Regions from separate parts of the Mus musculus genome. Here region 1 is linked to region 2. Evidence: chromatin contacts called from public promoter capture Hi-C data. All regions are on one chromosome and are shown on one strand. Each heading gives the region's core, a stretch centred on a gene start, on an enhancer-like site or on the middle of the called end of the contact. The rest is flanking DNA. Distances are from core to core; before and after follow the strand shown.

Region 1 (3,504 bases), core at 134-2,633, 320 kb before region 2:
TCAACAGAACAGGAATCAGACTTCAGTTACGCTCATGCACCAAGCCAAGTCACCGTGGGTAATTTCATGGGTTGGTTTGAATGAAAATGACTCCCATAAACTCACAGTTAGTGGCACTAATGGGAGGTGTGGTCTTTTGGGAGTAGGTGTGACCTTGCTGGAGTAGGCGTGGTCTTGTTAGAGGAAGTGTGTCACAGGGGGTGGGCTTTGAGGTTTCAAACACTCATGCCTGGCCTAGTATCACTCTCTCCTCTAGCTGCCTGCAATCCAGATCTAGAACTCTCAGCTCCCTCTCCAGGTCCATGTCTGTCTGTGTGCCTCAGTCAGTAAAGTCCTCTGAGTATCAGTTTCCCCAACTATAAACAAAGAGAAAAACATATCAGTACTAAAAAGAACTAAGCACTGTGCCTAGTACAGACTGTGCTATATATACATGCTGGTCCCCATATGCATTGAGTCTTGAAAGGACATACATGCTCTCCCCTCACCCCCCTTCAGGTGGGAGTATGCTCTTTGTAAGGCACCTACGACCTCTAGCAACCTAGATCGCTGGTGTGTTCATTAGGGACAGCACAGGGATCAGGGTTCGCTGATCTCAGTAATAAGTCTCTGTAAGTGAGCAGTCTCAGACTGTAAGCATTAGGGATGAGGAAGAGGAAGCTACAGTTGCTAGTCTTTGCACACACTGACCAATCATCTGTAAACACTCAGACCCAGAAGAGAGCTTTGTTGCCCTTTTGAGCCTGGTCCATGTGGGTAAATGGCTTTGCCAATTTTCCATGGGTCCAGTGCCTTGGGGTCCTTGCTGAGGGTTGCCCATGTCAACAACACACTCACTCGGGACTTTGTCCACTCTAGGCTTCCTCTGCTACCTACAGGTTGACAGCTGTCAAGTGTCTGCCTCTACAAAACAAAGAAATAAGCTGAGGCTGGGGGTAGCTCCAGTGGTAAGGGCTTGCCTTGACTCACACAAGGCGCTGAGTTCCAGCCTCAGCACCAGGCAGGGTGGAAAAACGAAGAAAGAAAAATTCAAAGAAAGAAGGGAAAAGATGGCACGGGGTGTCCTTGGAGACAGCTGGATCTTTGATGACTTGTCTTTTTCTACTAACCACAATTTCCTACAGACCAGTTCACTTTTCAATTTGAAAGGCCTCTTAGATTGGGGTTTCTTAAGCTATAGGCAAAGACAGTGGGCTAGACTGGAAGAAGAAACAAAATCAAAGGCTCATTGATCTTCAACCCGGGGAGCAGGCTCTTAGCTCTCATCCCAAATCCCTGCAGAGACTGATTCTCTGAGCTGAGGCAGGCACCCAGCGAGGGTCAGAGAAGGCAGCTGCGTGAGAGCCCAAATCCAGCCATCCCTGGCTGCCTCACGCAGCTCAGAGTGGGAGGAGGAGGCACAGACAATAGCAGTCCGCTACCCAGCCTTCTCACCGCCTTCCCAGCCCTTCTCAAAGCCCAGCAGGCAGCTGATGATAACTCAGGGCATCTGACAGAGCATCGAAAGCTTGCTGTCTCTCCAGTTTCCAATCACCAGGTGTCTGAAAGGGTTACACGAGCAGGCAGCTTCTGCCCTCATTAGGAGCTCTTGGGTGGCCAGAAAAGATGATTGTAAAAGGGGTGTCAGGTTCATGAGCCAGGTGATAAGAAGGGATGGAGAGGCCCCCAGAGTTCAGACCTCCCGACCCTTGCGGAGGAGACTTCTCATTTACAATCCATTTGCATTGCATATTTAACAGGACTCCAGCTTACTCTTGGAGCAATCATTGTCATGCACAGAAGAAATTCTGCCTTCGTGTTCTGCTCGCTTGAATGATCCTGCGGGAGGAGAGCCACAGAGCAGGTCTGCGCAACAGCATCTGCCCTCCAGGAAAACAAGACCTCAATCAGCCCACAGTGATGCAGAAGGCAGCAGACCACACTATTCCGGGGTAGACAACCAACTAAATAAAGCCGTGGTTACATCATGCAGAAGGCCAAACAGAGGGAAAATTCCAAAGGCTTTTCTTTTTTCCAAGAGACTGTGTAAGAACCATCAGACTAATTGTATGCAAGTCTTGTACTATGATTGTCAAACTGCAGCCGAATCACGTAAATGAGCTGTCAGTGGCTTGGTCTGAGCTCTCCGGAAAAAAAGAAGCCTTCTTCCCCAGTTCGCAGAGCAGTCCTCATTTCGGCTTGATTGATATGCACGCACCCAAGCTTGGCAAAGAGTTTTTAATTTTATGGTCCAAAAGCCACAGGGTCTCCACTATCCCTAAAGAATTAAAACACTGTCCAACAGTATAATTAAGTGTTAAGGTCTCTGTATTAAGACAGACAGGAGGTCGAATCCCAGATAACAAGTGCTAGCTCTGTAACCTTGACCAAGTCGTTTAACCTCTGACACCACGCCTGCTCACCAGTGTGTGTGTGTGTGTGTGTGTGTGTGTGTGTGTGTGTGTGTGTGGTGTGTGATTATAGGTAGGGTCTCTTACTCCGAACTCTCACCTAGGGTTCATCAGCCTGGTTAGACTGGCTGGCCTGCAACCCCAGCAATTCTCCTGTCTCTGCCTTCCCAGCAAGGAGATTGCAGGCCTGCAGCACCACGGAGCGGCAGAGCTCAGTTCTCATACCGACGCACAAACATTTTACTTGCCAAGCCTTCTTGCTTCCCCTTACTAAACCTTCTAACTTTCCTGTCCTCATCTATACAATGGGGAAGTGTATTGGCCCCTTGGAGGTTAAACGATACTGCACATGCTCCATGCCTGCTGCTTCTGCCTAGTGGAAAGTCAAGAGACGACGCTGGCTGTCATTGAGGAGAAAAAAAAATCGAATGATAATTACACACCTTCAAGGAGTTGTAGGACCTACCAGAGACTCTTATTGTACTCGGAGAAAAAGAGCAATCTTTATAGCAGATGACGAAGCATTCTGCTGGGCTTTGCTCTCTTGGCTGTACCAGTTAATATAACACAGCGTCCTGCTGTGCCTCGGGCATGCAGGCACACACAGTGGTCCAGGAGCCAAGAGCATCCATGCTGTGGCTTTCCTAGGTGCTGTGCCTCTACCTCCCTCCAGGGAACCACCTGTCTTCCTCCTTCACTTCCTGCAAGCCTTCAATCAAAAGTCCCCATCTTGTAGCTCACTCATCAGACCTCAGCTAAAACTGCAAGTTCTCCTCACCCTCCTTTCCAGATCCGGCTTTCTCTGTGTAGTACTTAACATCTAGTTTTTCAGTCTGTATCTGTGAGACCATTTGGATTCAGGAGTCCCATGGATACTCAAGTCCATGGACACTCAAGTCCTTTATATTAAAAGGCTACAGTGTTTGCATATAATTAATGCATGTTCTCCCATTTATTATACTTAGCAAAAAAAAATTTTTTTAGATTGGGTCCATAGTCCAGGGTGTCCCAGAGCTTACAATCCCCCTGCCTCAGCTTCCTGAGGTCTGGGAATACAGTAGTATGCACCACTATACCCAGCTCAAATCCTCCTCCATACTTTAAGACCATCTCT
Region 2 (3,628 bases), core at 834-3,333:
GCCAAAATCCCCTGGGACAGAGGAAAGAAGAGAGGGTGCTCAGCTGCTAAGCCCGGGCTGTCTGTGGTTGCAGGCAGCTCTGTTTTGATCCTGAGCATTGAGAACTAGTGGCTTGAGGCCCCAGAGTCCCTGAACCCTTCCACTGTACTGGCCCTAGCCAGCCTCCCACACACCTCTTTAGATAGCAGGGTTACGGTGGTTAAGGTGGCTCAGGAGGTAAAGGGGCTTGCTGCCAAGACTGATAACATGATCTACGTCGATCCTGGGACCCACACAGTGGAAAGAAAGAACTGACTCCTTGAAGTTAGCCTGTCTCCATTCATAAGTAAATGAAATTTAAAATGCACAGGATAGCAGAATTAGATGCACTGGGGAATCAAGTAGATGATCTTCGTGACTGCTGCTGGGCAAGTGTGTGGAGAAGTGACAGGGATCTAGGGACTGGCCAATCAGACTCAAGGGGGCAGGTTTTTCAGCTTAGTAAAGAGACACCTGAGGAGATGCTGCCTGCCATACTCTACAGCGTAAGTCCAGACCTGAAATTGGCTGAGGGTCTGGCTCAGTGCTAGGTTATAGAGAAGCATTTGGGGGAGGGGCCCCAAGTTCAAAACTACTGAGTTGAGGCATAAACACCAATGCATCTAAAAAAAAGGCAAGGAAAGTGTCACACACACACAAACACACACACACACACACACACACACACACACACTTTCCACTTCCTAACTAGAGGGCAGCATCTCTATTTCCTCACCTTCCCCTCCTTGTCCCCTCCTGCCCTGACACCAGACACCCGAAGGCCCAGCACCTCACCTATTTTCACCTCCAGATCCTCGTTCAGGAAGAGGTTGCCCAGCTTGAGGTCCCTGTGAATGACCTGATTGCGGTGCAGGTACTGGCAGCCCAGGACTATCTGTCGCAGGTAGTAGCGGGCCTCAGGCTCGGTCAGTGCCTTCCTCCTCTTGTGCAGCTCCAGGAGGGACTGAGGAGGGAGAAAGAGGTCACTGAAGTCCAAGAAGAGTGGCTAGCTGGATGTGGCTAGGACTAGACGCTCGGAGTGGAGAGTCTTAGCAGGTTTCTGATAGTTCTACCCATACACTGGTTGGTCACTATCATTCACCAGACCCTCTCCTGAGTCTTCTCTCAACCCCACTCTCGACTCCCCTACCCAGGGCTTCCTCCTGGCAGGAGATTCCCTCCCTTTCCTGAAAGCTCTAAAATCTGACTCCAAACAGCCGCCCCCTCCCCCGACCCTGCCCCACTCCGGAAGTTAGAGGTGCGTGGCACACCAAGCCTGGGACCCTTCCTTAGCCACTTTATGAATCCATTTCCTGTACCGACTCGCTGCCTTGCGTCTGGGAGCTCCATCCCTAATAGCAACAGGATCTGGTCTCGGTTTCCCCAGAACCCCGGCCTCAGCAGTTCGGAGTGCCAAGTACCCTCGCTAGAAGCCTTTCCATAAAAGTTTGAAACCCAACCACTCCTCTAGGTCACTCCAAAACCTCGGTGCCCCTTTGTCAGCAAGTTCCAGGTGTGGGAGCCCCAGCACTGCGACTGAAACACTCACCCTCCTGCGACAGAGCTCCAAAACTACAAATACAAAGTCGCTGTCCTCAAAAAAGTCATGGAAGCCTACGACGTGTTGGTGTGCTAGGCTGCGGTGAATTGAGATCTCCATAGACATCTTCTCCTTCTGGTGGGGCTTGAGCAGCAAAGACTTAGGCACGATCTTGCCTGCGAACACCTCTTTTGTGTCTGCGTCTGAGATCTCGAAGCATTTGGCGAAGCCTCCTTTACCCAGAAAGCGCCCCCGTACATACTGCCGCCGGCTGCGTGGGTCCACTAGGACCTCCGGAATTTCTTTCGCCAGCGGGGCGGCCACTGGGGCACCGGGAACTGCATCTCCCGGAACCCCACCTTTCCCGAGGTCGGCTGGTGCTCGAGCCAGCTTTCCAGCTTTGGCCGCTGCATTCATGATGCCGAAGTTGCTCCACGAACCTGGCTGAGTCGGTGCAGAGGGTCCTGCTCTGCTCCGCTCCTCCCCGAATTCAAACGCGGCGCTGGGAACGTTACAAGGGCCTGCGCGTTGCTGATTGGCCGCGGGGATTTAAAATACAAACCCGCCCAGCGCGCGGCACCATGGGAGTGCTCTACGGCGCAGCCGCCTTTAAACTCCGATCTTGCCGGCGAAATTTTTAATGGGCAGGGACTGGAGGACTGCGTTTGCTCAGGATTGCCTGGGAAACCAGGAACGAAGCAACTACGTGAAGATCCCTAGAAGAACAGGATTCTGTCCTGCTTTCTGCTCCTCGGCTGGGGCGTGCTCATGTGGTTCACCTGCGCCTCCTCCAGGGGCTTCTCCTAACTGTTAAGATCTAACACCTTCCTCCACCGGACCCGGCCTTCTAGAACTGAAACTCCAGGCCAACCGGTAGCTTGAGAGTGCACCGCCTCCGCGGTGGACAGCCCTCTCCCCGGCTAGCCTAAATAAACCCAAAACTGAGCAAGCTCAGCAGGCAGATGCACCTTCACGGCGCAACGGACCGATCTCCTCTGTGGCACTAGGGGCTCCCAGCCCCTGAGAAGTAACTCAACCCTTCTCTTGAACAACGCAGGAGGCCAGCAGCATCTGCAGCACCTGGAATTCCCTAAGAAGGCAAAGGAGGGGCGTGGGTTCAGGATTACAAGTTAGCCGAGATCAGCCTCAGCTACCGCTCCACTAACCCCAAAGGAAAGAAACTTCCCAGGCATGACCTGCCGGTCAAACAAGACCTTCAGATGATTCCTATGCCCTGTGATATGTAAGAAACACCGGACGTCTGCCCCGCGATGCAAGGTTACCTGGGTTGTTCCAAGTTGTGTGGCCCAGAGCCCCAAATAGAAAAAATTAATTTTTTAGTCAGAGGTGGGGGGGTAGCTGGTTAGAAGAGTGCTAGCATGCCGGTATACCAAGGCCAAGTCTGCCCTGCCGAAGTGTCCGTTCAGCCTTCACTTAGGAAAAAAAAAAAATGAGCCGGGGCGTAATGGCACACACCTTTAATCCCAGCACTGGGGAGGCAGGCGGATTTCTGAGTTCAAGGCCAGCCTGGTCTACAAAGTGAGTTCCAGGACAGCCAGAGCTATACAGAGAAACCCTGTCTCGAAAAAAAAAAAAAAATGGATTTACAACATGTAAAAAGAGTGGCCACACAGAGCAGGCGTGTGGCTTTTCATAGAAAAAAACGGCCAGCTCTGGTCACTGTTCCCAGACACCCTCTTTGCCCCCCTGCCTATCTGGGCACTTAAGTGATACCTTCCGTTAGAAGCTGTTGTTGCTCTAGTTCCCCCAGGAGGGTCTTAGCAAGATCCAATTGCTGGATTGAGCAAAAAATGGCAGTGCTGCTGTCTTTCCCAGTCTCTGGGTAACGATTGTACTTTCTGAATAAGGCAGAGCTTTGTCTCCAAAAACTTAAGCTTGCCAGGAGTGGGCATGCACCCTCAATCCCAGTGCTGGGGAAAACAGGCAGGCAGGCCTCTGAATTCTAGGCTAGACGCGCACACACATGCGCACACGCTTCTGCGTGTCAGAGAACATGCAGGAGAGTCAGTTTTGCAGGAGAGTCAGTTTTCTCCTTCTACCATGCAGGTT

The links. Promoter capture Hi-C pulls out the DNA fragments that hold promoters and counts their contacts.
Region 1: a contact with region 2 is called in a promoter capture Hi-C map of embryonic stem cells, with 2.6 times the contacts expected there. The contact joins the enhancer-like site here to the promoter of Plk1 in region 2. A contact is called at or near these places in 6 of 39 promoter capture datasets (the 3T3-L1 cell line, the C10 cell line, embryonic stem cells and 3 more), 14 of 115 datasets of contacts at active chromatin or transcription factors (the SCID.adh cell line, T-cell acute lymphoblastic leukemia, astrocytes and 9 more) and 1 of 9 other capture datasets (liver).

The regions. Positions count from the first base shown.
Region 1 is chr7:122,476,395-122,479,898 of GRCm38.p6, reverse strand. All of the region lies in intron 5 of Prkcb (protein kinase C, beta), which reads right to left. Among named protein-coding and RNA genes, the nearest start is that of Gm51497, 180 kb to the right of the region's middle. Within about 2 kb of position 1,383, at least 59 of the 459 cell types and tissues checked have an H3K27ac peak or open chromatin away from gene starts, as enhancers often do. A contact at or near this core is called in embryonic basal ganglia, embryonic forebrain, embryonic stem cells and 3 more, where this site is marked.
Region 2 is chr7:122,157,890-122,161,517 of GRCm38.p6, reverse strand. It overlaps Plk1 (polo like kinase 1), which reads right to left and starts at 2,083. Exons shown (of 10, transcript NM_011121.4): 1 at 1,568-2,083; 2 at 814-982; 3 at 1-11. The coding sequence starts at 1,975.